Regions from separate parts of the Rattus norvegicus genome. Here region 2 is linked to region 1. A link is a contact called in public Hi-C data. All regions are on one chromosome and are shown on one strand. The core of a region is the stretch at or near the end of the contact, and the rest is flanking DNA. Distances in the headings are between cores, read along the strand shown.

Region 1 (7,149 bases), core at 1,936-4,435:
ACCGTCAGAGCAATGCCTAGCACATGGCAGATCCTAACACTTCAGTTATGTAGGCACATTTGAGGAATGAGTGGTGTAGGCAGTGACCTGATTTCCATAAGCTGCATCAGATAGTTCTCAAAAGCTTGCTTAAAAAGCTTGAGTTCGGGGCTGGGGATTTAGCTCAGTGGTAGAGCTCTTACCTAGGAAGCGCAAGGCCCTGGGTTCGGTCCCCAGCTCCAAAAAATTGGGGATTTAGCTCAGTGGTAGAGCGCTTGCCTAGCGAGCGCAAGGCCCTGGGTTCGGTCCCCAGCTCCGGAAAAAAAAAAAAGGAAAAAAAAAAAAGCTTGAGTTCATACATGGACTGACCCTGGGCTCCAACCTCATGGGTAGCAATGAATAGCCTAGTAAGAGCACCAGTGGAAGGGGAAGCCCTTGGTCCTGCCAAGACTGAACCCCCAGTGAACGTGATTGTTGGGGGGAGGGCAGTAATGGGGGAAGGATAGGGGAACACCCATATAGAAGGGGAGAGGGAGGAGCTAGGGGGATGTTGGCCCAGAAACCGGGAAAAGGAATAACAATCGAAATGTAAGTAAGAAATACCCAATTTAATAAAGATGAAGAAAAAAAAAAAACCTTGAGTTCTTTCTATAGAGCTTGGACTACTTTCTTTCAACAAGCATTTTGGAGAATTTATATTTACATTATTTTCTAACCAAAAAGACAGGGAGGTGGTTCTACAAATTAGGAACATTTCCTTGTACACTTACAATGCCAATTTATTCACATCAAAATGCAACCAAGATACAGACATCACCTTAACGTGTTTTTTTTTTTTTCCTTTTAAAGCCTGTCTTGTTTTGTAGCCCAAGATGACCTCAAACTGGCCTTCCTCCAGCCTCACCCTCCTCAGAGCAAGTGGATGCAAGTGAGCACACCACATCCAATTTAATTATGCATTTTCTCCCCCCCACCCCCCGGAGCTGGGGACCAAACCCAGGGCCTTGTGCTTCTTAGGCAAGCGCTCTACCACTGAGCTAAATCCCCAACCCCTTTAATTATGCATTTTCACTCGGTTTCCACAGAGAAAGTGATCAGAAGAAAATAGAAAGGCTGTCTGTAGACAGTCACCCATGGCTTGCTGCTTTTCTCTATGTGTAATTGAAGCACCTACCCAGGGGGAGCCATCTAAAGACTGTTTCCATGACCTTAACCCCTCCATTGTCCATGACCTCCTTTGTGGAACCTGAGTCCTTGATTTCTACCAGTAACTGCTGCTAATGAACTGTTAAGGAAGTCTACTAGTCTCCCTGGACCTATTTTCCTGTTTGTGAGAAGCGGAAGCAACTGAAAATATGGCAGGAATGTCCTATGAGAACATGCACAGCACAGTGAGTGCCAAGAACAGGGCTCAGCTCAGGCAGCCATTTTGAGACCCCATGGACCTGGGCATACTGTGTATTTTCTGCCTCTTCCTCACCCTAAAAGGAGTGGCAGAGTCATCCTCAACTGCTGTGAAGATTGAAGAATATGTAATGCAGGTAAAGTCTTCAGACAGCAGCCATGTGTGAAAGACTGCTCAGAGAACATTCCCGCTAGGTTCAGTGCCAATACTTAACCAGAGGGACACTCCTCGGAATGTAGGAAATGAAAGTGCACAAGTACTTGAGGAACTGGTCTGGATTATGTGACCGCGGCAGGCAGATAATTGTTCAACCAGAAAAGCAATTTGAGGTTCCCTGTCTGTTGATGCTTCATAGTATAAAACATAAAAGTTAGCAGCAAGAAATATGGATTTTGCAGTTCACTGGCACTTGCTTTAACAATTCTGAATCATTCCATATGTTGCCCACACAAACGATTTTCAGAATCCATGCTGAGTCACACTCTATTAAAGCATGGAGGAGGATCAGGAGTCCCAATGTCCACAGCCAGCCTCATGAGACTTTCTCTCAAAAAAAGTCAAACAACAACAACAAATCCAAGACATATAAATTAGAGAAAAGAATCCTCGCTATATGACGGGTATTTGGAAGTTCATTGTATGATGCCCTCCTGCCTCCACTCCTTCTTGCCTTTTCCGTTAGAATGGTGTGAATACAAATTCCTCAGAGTATACCAACCCACTCTATAGTTTGAGAAGGCAAAGTCTACTAAGCTAATTACATCTGCTACCTTCCTTCAGGAGAACAATACAACAATACAGACTGTATGAAAATTCCCATCCTCAGCCTCTCTGAGAGCTCCCTGGACTTGCTTTCTCCATCTTCTTCCCCTTTCTCTTGCCTCCTTTTTCTTTCCCCTGGCCTTTCTCGCTCTTCTTTCCTATTTCTGAATAACTTCCCCACCCGCTATGTTTCCGTGCGTTCAGCACACACATCCCCCCTCCTTATTGCCAAAAAACTTCCTCCCCAGCCCTTTGTGTCCCTCTCTCTCCCTCCTTCACTTCTCCCTCCCTTAAAGGCTCTTTTTTAATTTTTAATTCTGGCTAGCCATGTGCACATTCTGCCCACTTACTTTTCTCTCAGAGAGGTCTTCCAGAGGTAAAGACCACAGTTGATCTAAGCCTCTTCCTACACTACCATGCCATTAGCATTCTGAGGCAAGAAAAACTCACTGAAAACAACCCTGGGCTCCCTGGGCCCTTCAAATGGATAGCACTTCTGCCTCTGCCCCAAGGGCTTTTCAGCACTGGAGTTCCCCCACAGCAGCAGTGTGCCTCAGATTTCACCCACTCTTCTGAGTATCACAGTTTGCTTATAGACCTGCCACCTTCCCTGGCTCACAGCCACGACCTGCTATACTTGAGCCCAACATCTAGCATTAAGTCTGGTTTTATTGAGGAAACCGTCACAATGCCCTTAAAGGACACTAAAGATGACTGGTACTTTCTAGACCTCAGCAGAACATACTGGATTATGTTGATAGAAACATAGAGGCAATTTAGGTTGATGTATTAACCACCTACTTGAAAATGTATGGCTTCCACTCTGCATGCTAGGTAAGCCTGAGAAAGAAATTAGTATTTGTCACTTACTCTGTGTATTTTTATTCCAAAATGAAACAGACTCGACAAATGTATTGGTGAATATTTGCTGCTCCCAACATTCTGGCTTGAAGAAATTCATCTTAAAGTGGCTTTTTACTTACCAGATCTTTCCACACTGGCACCTTCTCTCCAGCCGCTAGAATCCCGCGTCTTTTTGAAAAAACAGAACCAGAAGATCATTTAACCGCTTCGTTTAGGGGGCGGAGAGACTGCGGATTGGTCCCTGGGCTGAACAGCAAAAGCTGTGCTTCAGTCATTGGCTGCATTCAGAGCGCGGTCCCGACCACAGCAAGTGCTGAGTGCTTCCCCTCTAGTCTCTAAGGGCGGGCGGCAGAGTCAACGAGGACCGCCCACTGAGTGGGTGTGGACCTCTACTCTCCACCGATCTTCTCTTAAGAGCCTCCTCAAATTAGGTATGTTAACCCGACTCTGGAAAACGGAGGAGCCAGGACCCGATGTGGGTTTCCTGCCTGGTTTCAGACAAGTCCAGGATTTTCTGCCACTTGAACTAAGCAAGAGAGACCTGGCAGCCGGTTAGTGCAGTGCCCTCTGGCTGCAGACAGAGCGCTGGGAGGACTCTGGGCCTTTCTAGGGAGTAACATACCTACAGCAGACCAGCTTCAGTACTTGAACAAATCAGGAAGACACTGCAAATCGTTTTTCAAAAATTTATTATTTATTTGTGTGTATTATGGGTATGTCGGTGCGTGCCACATGTCACAACTTTCAAGAATTCAGGTTCTTACCTACCGTGTGAGTCTCCTGGCTCAAACTCAGTCAGACTTGGCATCAGGTGCTAAGTCATTTTGATGACATAATGAATGGATTGTCCAGATGTGCATCATTGGGAGTAAATGTTTTCTACCCATAAAGACAGTGTCCACTCCAGAAATATGAACCGTAATTTTTAAAATAGGAGGAAGAGGAGGAGGGAGGGAGGGAGACAATCAGGGATGGGGGGGAGACAACTGTTCTAGGGCAAGATGGAGGATGTTTAGGCCAGGCTAGAGAACTAGGGCAGTGGAAGCTCCCAGGAATCTATGGGGTGACCCTAGCAATGGCAGATACAGAGCTTGAACCAGCCATCTTCTGTAACTGGGCAAGAATTCCCAGTTTGGGACACTAAGCTAGCCACAAAGCATTCTACCTATAATTGGTCCTGCCTATAAGATAGGCTGGGGTAAAAGTGGTGCAAAAATTGTGGGAGTGGCCGGACAATGACTGTTTACATCTCTGAAGGGAGAAATTCATACTTTCGAGTCAGTCAGAACACATAAAGTCCTGCATCTGATAATCACTTATTCTATGGGCACTTAAAAAAGTGAGCAGAAAGTAATAGACACTGTAATGCTCACAGGCTTGTACACAAATGGAAAGGACCCACAGGCTAAGAAAACATTCCATCTCTCTCACAAGTCATTTCCAGCATCTGTCCTGAATCACATTATATTAAAATACTATGTGACACCCAGCCAGCCCATTTTAGAGATGGCAAAACCGATGCTACACTACTGACTTGAATGAAGTACTTGCTTTCCCAACTCCATCTTTTCTCTTCCTCTGTTCTTCCTTCCCCACTTCTTGCTCATCCCTCATTTTCTTTCCTCCCCATTTATTCCCACCTTCTTTACTTCTTATTCTCTCTTAAGTCAAATTTTGTTTAAGCTATCCATATCTTCCTCTCACTTTATCACAGTTGACCTAAGCCTGTTTCCAGCCCACCACCTGGCTCTTTCCAACACACAACAGCACAAGAAGCAGCTACTGCAAATAAGCTTGTATGTGTGGGCTATCTGAATGGGTGGCAGTGTATCCACGGGAGACACAGGACAGTATAACTCAATGAAAGTCACATTAAGAGTCCATTATTTGCTAACAAGTGAGAGCAGGTTTCTAGTCCCTGGGATAGAATGTTTCTGGAGGGCTAACCTTCCTCCTCCTAGCTCATCCATTTTCTGCCTGCAGCCACAGATGACATTGCAGTACCTGCTGCCTGGACTTTCCTGCCTAGTCCTGGTGGCAGGGAATCCTTGGACCTGCCTGAAGCCAGGCAAGAACCCTCCACTGAGTCTAGCTATTCGTGGGTAAATGTTTCTGCAATGCAAAATGCTGGCCCTGCCTGTAAAAGAAATTAGTATTGCCATGCTGTATATTTTCGTTCTGAAATAAAATACAGTCAAGAAAACACATTTGTGAATATTTGTCGCACACAACATTCAAACACAGGGAAATGAATCTGAAGTGTTTCTCATAAAGTGACTGAGAGGACTTGGATCATTGGAGGACAAACACATGCTTGTTTAAAGGTTGATGGTGGTATGGGGGTCACCAGGTGTGCTTTTCTAAGCTTACTGTAAAACACACAGTGAAGCCACTATGTGGCTTAACTTCTGGGCTCTGCAGGGTCGGGAGGGAGTAACTGTAGAACTGTCATTATCAAAATAATACCATAATATTAAAAAAATAAAATAAGATGGCGGGAATTATAATAGTTTCTAGAATAAATGTCATTTCTAAATTCTGAGACAGCAGCCAGAAGAAATGATGATCCCTGGGTTTCTGATTCAGTAACTGGAGTGATAACGACTCCATTGACTGTTTCACAAAGTGTGAGGAAGTGGCTGATGTGTGCACATACACATGTGCGCGTGCATGAATGTGTAGGATATGTTTTATATGGAATGTATATTTTAATTACCTCCATCTAAAGCAGGCTGAGGTAGAAAGATTCACTTTCAGTACATAATGGTGAATGGCGAGTGTCCAGGGATTTTTCAAACAGAGACAAGGACAGGGCATGTGAGGAAAGAAAACAGATGAGTGGTTGGGGACTTAGCTCAGTGGTAGAGTGCTTGCCTAGGAAGCACAAGGCCCTGGGTTCGGTCCCCAGCTCCAAAAAAAAGAACCAAAAAAAAAAAAGAAAAGAAAAGAAAACAGATGAAAATGAACAAAAGAATAGAAAAAGGGAGAAACTTAGGCCCATGATGGTAAACATGTTGGTCTTTAACTGAGAATTGTAGTTGCATTGCAGGGTAGTGAAGTTTAAGGCATGTTCACAGAGAGCTGGCTCGTCAGAAGATGAAGAACCTTGACCCTTCCCAACCCTGTCCCAGTTCTGGTTTCTTGGGTATGGTGTAGTCCTGAACTTTGTGGCTCTAGTTTGTCCAGTTCTGTTGGCACTCAGTGAGCATGTGATTTCTGGCTATCATGGAGTTCGGTTGCTGGTTGAGCAGCAAGCACCAGGTATATCCTCTCTATTGTCATGTTAGCCATCAGGGAACAGATTAATCATCGTTTAAGAGCCAGCCTTTGGCTGCAGTAATTTTCACCCCTAATAAACCTGTATAAAAACACACACTCTGGTTATTATTTTATGAGCTGCAACCTACATTGGGCAGCTGCATCATCACATCAGCCTATCCCCCCTATGATACACTTGCTACTTACAATTTCTCTCAGCCAAGTAGTTCTCTGCCCCATCTTCTCTTCCTCCTGCTCTCCTCACTCTCTTCCTCTTTTCTTCTCTCTTAGACCACCCATCCCACTTTCACATTCCCTGCCCAATCACAGGCTCTAGCCTTTATATGATGAGTAAAAATGGGCAAAAGATTCACACAATATCACCACCTGCTTCCAAATCTGACCTGAGTTCGATCCATGCAACAGACCCACATACTAGGGAAGAACAAACTCCTTAAAGTTGTGACACACACCATGCTCACACATATAATAATACACACAAATGAATAATAAATAAATATAATGCACTTCTAAAAGTTAAGGATAAAAGACCCACCTGTCTTTTGCAAAGATTTACAGCTTTTTTCCTGATATGGAAGCTGGTTGGCTGTAGGGTTGTTGCCCCTAGAAAGGCCCTGAGTCTTTCAGCCTTCCTCATCCACTTCCTTCCAACTTGCAGAGCACTGCAGTCCTGACACTGCGGTCTGGGTTCTGTTGCCTGGGCACTTCTCCCTAGTCCAGATGGCGATGGTGGGAAATGCCTGGACTAGCGCACCTCCCTGAAGCCGAGTGGAGACACTCTATGGACACTCCTCTGGGGGGATCCCTGGAGAGGTTCACACTCACTCATGGGCGCCCGGTTGCTTTGACCAAATGTCCAT
Region 2 (7,149 bases), core at 1,414-3,913, 290 kb before region 1:
AGGCATTCTCGAGTTGTAAGAGTAAAGTCAACTCTCTCCTTCAACCACCTGGGTCCCACAGATCAAACTCTTCAGACTTTTTATTAGCAACGTGACTTTATCTGCTAAGCAATCTCACTGGCCCAAATTATAAATTCTTTAAAGTTGAATAAAAGTAGGTTCATGTTTGAATTCTCTGGTCCAGTTATCCAAAATGCAAACATTTATAGGAAAAGGAAGAATCAATTCAGAAGATTTAAGATTCTAGGTATTAAGCCTCCAGAATTTGAAATACAATGCCTTGTAACAGTTTCTCCAGAAAGGTGAGAAAGGTCGGCTTTTTTAATCTTATTGTGCCTTTGTTCATCTCAAAAGGAAAAACACATTTACAACAGGCCCACCTACAGAAGGCAGTATGTAAAAATCTACACTATATAATTATGACCTGTGAAATGGGTTTTGTCCAGGTGTTTACCAGTATATAAACAGGCACAGGGAGTAGTAACTGGCTAAAAGGACAGGATAAAGAGAGAGTTTTGTTACTTAATACAAAATCAGTTTACTTTAATATGTAATCTTGCTTCTGAAGTGCAGTGACCATCTTTTAAAAGGAACAAGTCATTCGTTTTACTAAGACCTTTTTTAAGAGGCTAGTTTTTTGTATTACTGTAAGCAGCCATTGGATGTCAGTGCTGTTCCAAACGTGCTCATTGCAAAGAACTGCAAAAAATTATTCCTATTGACACTGTCGGTTTTTACAACTGAAAAGGACACTAATCCTTTGAAAGTGCAAAACTCAGTAAAGACTATAAAGCATTTGCCTTATGTGTGTGGCAAATGAATCAGATTCTGAGAGGTAAAAGAAAGAAAGAAGAGAGAGAGAGAGAGAGAGAGAGAGAGAAAGAAAAGAAAAATGAACTAAAATTTAATGGCTAATGTAAAATTCAAAATTAGATTTCCAAACTTTGCATCTACCCATCCTCCTTTGTAGCATTTAACTTAAGACGTTTCCATCTTCGAAGAGTAAGGAGTCTCCTTGAAAGTTGTTTCCTGATTACAACGCGTAAAAAGCAAACTAAAGAATGCAAACAAAGGTTAAGAAATGCCTACAAACGTGTTAAGAGGGAAAAAAACCACAAGAGTCTGCATTACCACCAGCTGCGGTTTGAACAATTGGAAAGCCCCCTTTACTCATCAGGAAGGTACTTAGCTGCAAACGCTAGACAGAGCTGCTATTATGACTGTGCTTCCTGTGCTGCAGAAACATCTACAAACCGCAAAGGCATGCAGCCTCTGGGCGGAGAACGTGACGGACCGCTAGCTTCTCCACAAAAATCACTGGGAGTCACGCTAATCGCCTCTCCAGCTTCATCTCAGGGACCACAGTCAACGCCAATTCCAAGACGCCTTATTCCTACTAGGAAACCACTTTACAATCAGTCCTACATGTTTTATTAAAATTGAATTCACAGAGGCATAACGAGTCCATGATCTCCAGGACCTAACGAGTGAAAGGCTCAACACAAGATGGAGGAATGAAAACGAACGTAGCAGGTCGTAGAAGCCTCAAATGAACAAACCGAAGTAAGTAAAGACTATGACAAGGGCACTTCAGAGCACTTACACAAAAAGATTAACAGTAGAAGCAGAATTCTCTCCCAAGCACCCCTAACCTATAATTGGCTCAATATTTGTGCCAGATCTACGCAGGCGTCCCGGCCTAACCCGGAAGCAATGCCTCGCCGAACCGTAAACTCGGACCGGGAAAAGCTCCCAGCCTTCCTTCTGCCTCTAGTTTCCCATAATTTCCCTAGAAACACAGACTAAAAAGGACTACGTCCCCCAGAATGCCCTTAGCGAAGTTGGCCTTGCGCATGCGCCTCAAAACTATCCCGCGCAGTCTCCTCAACCCCGCCTCTATCCTATCGCCGCCATTTTTGGGGACTTTCATCCGGCAACGGACAGGGCCTTTTTTTCTTAAAGGAGAAGCTGCAACGCAAATAATTTACCACTTCTCCCCTCAAGAGCTGGCGGCGCTGGGGACAGAAAAGCCAGAGCAGGAAGGTGGGGGTCCGAGTGGAGGCGGGATAACGTCCAGGCTACTTCTTAGGCTAGTAAGAACCCTTGAGGGAACAGCGGTGCCTCCGGGAGGCAGGTGCGCGCGCAGCCGGCAGGGGGTTGCGCGCGAGGCTGGGAAAGGTGCGTTTTGTCCTCGCCACCGCCCTCGTCAGCCCTGTCCCTCCCACCGCCCCTAGCTTGATCTGAACTCCAGAGGTGGGGGGGGATAAAAAGGTCACTTTGGGATTGTCGCGAGACGCAGCCGTTTAACGGTGAGAACGGGCGCGCGGGGAAGGAAACCTCGCGCTCTCCCTCAGAGCCGTTTCCTGATTGGTTGAAGGAAGGGGTGGGGGAGGGCACCGAGTGCGCTGCTGCGTGTGAGAACACGAGGGGCTGGGCCGGGGAGCCGATCCTTCTCCCCGATTGGCTCGCTGCGTGTCTGTACGGGTGCGCGCGTGCGCGCCGCCGGCGGTCGCGAGCTTGAGTGGCAGGGGGCGGGTGGGGGGGCGCCCTCGGAACGGGCGGAGGGGCGGGGGGAGAGAGGCGCTCCGGAGTGAGGGAGCCGGACGCTCCGGGAGCCGAGGGGGGCGGGGGGAGCTGCGCCGGGGGCGCCGCCGCCTCCACCGCCTGGGACGCAGGGGTGGGGGACGGACGAGCCCCGATGCCGGGGGAGACGGAGGAGCCGCGATCCCCGGAGCAGCAGGACCAGGAAGGGGGCCCGGCAGCGGCGGCCGACGCGGCTTCGGACGAGCTCCGGTCCGGCGTGGCGGCGGCGGCGAAGCCTGCAGAGACTGCGAGCAGCCGCGTGCTGAGAGGAGGTCGGGATCGCGGCCGGACCGCTGCGGCCGCCGCCGCCGCCGCTGTGTCCCGCCGGAGAAAGGCCGAGTATCCCCGCCGGCGGAGGAGCAGCCCCAGCAACAGGCCTCCCGACGGCCACGGGCATCAGCCCGCGGCCGCGAAGCCCCCGTCTCCTGCTCAGGGCAAGAAGAGTCCGCGACTCCAGTGAGTAACAGTCTTTGAAGCGTTGGGGAAGACCCCCCTCTAGTTCTTACACTACCCTCCCGGCTCCCGTAGCGCTCGCTCCACGTGACACCCTGCTTGCTCTGCCCCCTGCCGGCTCTGCACGCCAGATGTCACGGCGCTGGCGGCCAGGCTCCCGCTGCTTCGCAGCCTGTGGCCGCCAGCCCACGCCCGAAGTAGCCCTGTGCAGGCTGCACGCCCTCTGCCTCCCGCCTACTCAGTCCTCACTCTGGCTTCTGCGCCCCCTTTGTCAACCTATCGCTTCCAGTGTTACCTCTCATACCCGTTAGGAAATCAGCCGCACCATTACTAGCCCTGAAGAGTGTTTTTACTTGTTATTAACTTACCTTTGAGCCACTTACAAGGTAGCCTTTCTCGCCCTTCTAAGTGGTCAGGTTCATTTGTATGGTCATGGTGGAAACACGGCTGTGCCAAATACAAGTATATTAACTACATGTATAGTTCTTTGTACGAGTGTGTGAACTTTTTCTTTATGAGTATATTTTAACGTAGGTACTTACTCTTAAAATTACATTGATATGAATTATTACTTTGAACTAATTAGAGGCCCTTAACAGATGGCCAGGAGCGTAAATATTTTTAATTGCTCATTAGAGTAATACTTAAGAATAGTTAAGTTCATGAGTTTCTAAGTCAGACGTTTTAATCAAATTAGCTATTCACTGTTGCGAATATTATGTCATTTGATTTACAAGTGGAGAAAAGAAAATAAAAACAGGGACTTCGGTTTCAGATAACCTGTAACCTCCCAGAAGAAAGAGTGCAAGAGCTTGGCTTACCTTAGACCTAGGAAATTTTTAAAGCTTAGAAACAAGCTTGCTCCAGAATTAAATCTGTGACTTGGAACAGTTGCATAAGAAGCCTCAGGAATAAAAGCCAAATGTATCATATTTTGCTACTAGAGTCTTTTCCCCGGTTTTGAATGTGATTTAAGTTAACAAAGTTAACTTCTATAAGAAAACTTAGGAACTATAGTTCTATGAAAAGTAAAAGTCTCCTTACAAAGTTTTAAGCCGAATTGAAAATTGTAACTGCTGTATGTACATTTTTAGAAAAATCTTAATGTACTTAATCTCACAAATTTGAAAATATGTAAATCATTATTCTTACTTGGGCATAAATTCCTTAGGGAAAATCTTTAACCTATGTGTCCTTCAGTTTCTTCTCTGTACACAGTTATACAATACAACGAATAATCTATATGGTCAGAGTTTGTGCGTATTAAATATATTGTGCAGCCATTTCACACAGTGTCTTACACATTAAAATACTAAATTCAACTTGTTCTTTGAGGAGTGGTAGCCAGAGGCAGGAGTACTTTATAGTGGTATTTTTGTGTAGGTTTTGTAAAGTTTTGTGGTTTTATATTATTTTACATAAAGCTGCCACTTGAGAATTATTTAAGTACATCAGAATCAAGTTAAATTATACATAGAATGGTGTTTAGCTTTTTCCTACATGGTAGGAAATACTAATGGACCTTGAAGCCTACAATGTAATTGTGGAAGCAGTTGATCTTGGATGAATATGATTACTTGTATTAATTTTTTTAATCACAGTTGTCCTTGTGAAGAAAAAGCAATCTTAATGTTTCTTCACATCTAGTACTATCAATAGTTATGATCTTTACTTTATTTTGCCTTCAGATTTATCCCTTGTTCATGTATTTAAGATTATACCATTTTACCAGATTCTTAAAATTTTCATCATTTTTATTGCACATTTTTACTTATCAGCAGCCCACAAATCAGATAGATCTCAATACATTCTAGCTTTGCAGTCCTTGTTTGAAAAGTAACTAGGGCTAGTACTGTTAACTCCTCTAGGCAGTACAGCACTAAATTAGATCTGGCCTTGTCTTCAAGGACGTTGGTAAGGAAGGAAACGTTGATTAGCACTCATTAATTAAACTTGTGCACATGGTTTGCAGATGTTCTGTAACAATTTTTTTTTAAACTATGCAGGACATTTAATTGCAACAGAGTATGACATGTACATTAAGCAACAAGTTCAATCTTTGAAAGATGAAAAACAGACTAACATTATTTGACATCCTTAAAGCATGGCATTTACCCAATATTTCAGAATATTGATACTCAAAGTTTGGTTCAAGATCAGTGACACTGGGAAGAACACAGGAAACTTACAACTTGACTTTGCATATATGGATCACCTGGATTTTTTTCTGCATGCAGTCTTAATGTAATGGATGTTTCACTGTCCTTTATTTAGGGATCTAATCTATGCCTGGCGGGACAATGAACTTTTAAAATTTATATTCTATTTATCCTTTGAGACATGCAGTTTTGGGTGTCAGTGTACTGAACTCTGACCTTGATTAAGCTCTTCCAAATAAAATGACATTTAGAAGGGAGATGAGAAATGTAATTATTAAATTATTATAATAAATGTGTTCTTTTCAGATCCTTTTCCCTCCCTAGTTTTTCATCCACTTTCCCTATCCCTGCTTTTTTACCTACAAAGTTCCTGTGACCTATTAACCTGTATTTGTTTCTTCCAATTAAAGAAATAGCCAAATATACAAAATCATTTAAAATATCAAAAACATAGGTTTAGATTAACTAAAATTTGTGTTATTAATGGACGACATTATATAGTGGAGAAAAGCTTGAACTTTATGTTCGGGCTGAAAATTTGATGTCTCAGCTTGTATTGTTCATTGGCTTAGTGACCATCATGAGCAAGTCACTAGCATCTTAGAGCTATTTCCTCTTGTAGATATTTTGAGTTTGTGGCAAGAGCTTTACAGCTGAATAATCAGTTATACTTTCATAAATTTGACTCTTGACATTTTTGAGAACAGATATGAATGCAAGAAAATAAAAATTGCAGGAAAAATATTCAGGAGAAAGGCTAAATTAACAATAATTATTATTATTATTGTTAATTAATAATCCTTGATGCATTATACACGAAGATCTAGATAGCTAGTAGTTAGGAAGTTAGATCCAATTGTATGAAGTGGATGTGTTTGTGTTATTCAAGAATTAAGCTCATCGTTTGCTGTATTCTCGTTAGGATCCTCATTTCTTGAGGATATGCTTCAAGAAATGGGATAGTATAATAGTTTGAAGGTTGAGGATGTAATTTTTTCCCCTTTGGCTTATTTCTTATGTTTTTTGTTTTTCTCTTTTGGTTCCTTTGTTTGGTTTGAGTTTTCTGTTCCTGTATTTATTTCTTTGAAGACAGGGTCTCACTATGTAGCCCTTGCCTGGAATTTTGTATGTATACCAAACTGGCCTCCCAAGTGACAGATCTGTCAGTTGTCCTCCGCCTCCCAAGATTAAAGACATGTACCACCATGCTTGGCTTTTCTGGTTTTTGATAAATTAAAATATCCATGTGCAAGCAGCAAAATCAAATTAAGACTAGGATAGGAGGCAAAATATCTTTATTCCACTTTATTCTGTCGTACAGAATTAAATATCTGCATTCCAGATTTTAAAACTCTTCAATAAGTAAGACTTAAAATGTAGCTATTGGAAAAGCCTTTTTAAACTGAGAATTGAATATTTTTAGAAGTCTTTAGGTTCATTTGAGTGACACATGAAGAAAAGTGTTGTTTTGTTCTCTGATATATGGAGTTCAGGGTTCTTTCAGGTTGTTTATATCAAAAGTAAAATAGTAATGAACCTGTAGGTGGCATTTTCTTGCTGTGTTTCCCTTGAAGGGTTGTGGGGAAGTATGGATGAGGTGATGAATATTCTGAATTGACAAACACAGCTCTTTGTTTCTAGAAGGCTTCAGTTGCACAGCACTGGAATCCTAAGTGGTTGGGATCCTAGGGCAGTCGGGATGATGGTAGAAACATTGAAAGATTTCAAAAACATTTCAGGCATCCATCAGGTGTGTTTTTAGTGGTCCAATTACTAAAGTAAAGGTGGTTCACAATTGCTTGGGTCAGTTGGGAAGTTTGTAACAGAATAAAGCCGTCATACTACTTAAGCTTTTTAAATTGAGGCAAAAATCACAGCTTTTCTTACAAAACATCTTTTAATTATGTTAAGTTTATTTGCAGTCTTTCTGCTGCTAGGTACTATGTGCTATCTT

Evidence for each region. A called contact is a pair of places that touch in the nucleus more often than the background predicts.
Region 2: a contact with region 1 is called in a Hi-C map of liver, with 3 times the contacts expected there. The contact joins the promoter of Zfp91 here to the promoter of Fam111a in region 1. A contact is called at or near these places in 2 of 12 Hi-C or Micro-C datasets (liver and psoas muscle) and 1 of 1 datasets of contacts at active chromatin or transcription factors (oligodendrocytes).

The regions. Positions count from the first base shown.
Region 1 is chr1:219,061,675-219,068,823 of GRCr8, reverse strand. Fam111a (FAM111 trypsin like peptidase A) reads right to left here and starts at 3,185. Exons shown (of 3, transcript NM_001109163.1): 1 at 3,130-3,185.
Region 2 is chr1:219,347,932-219,355,080 of GRCr8, reverse strand. Zfp91 (zinc finger protein 91) reads left to right here and starts at 2,663. Exons shown (of 11, transcript NM_001169120.1): 1 at 2,663-3,039. The coding sequence starts at 2,699. It also overlaps a transcript of Lpxn not described here.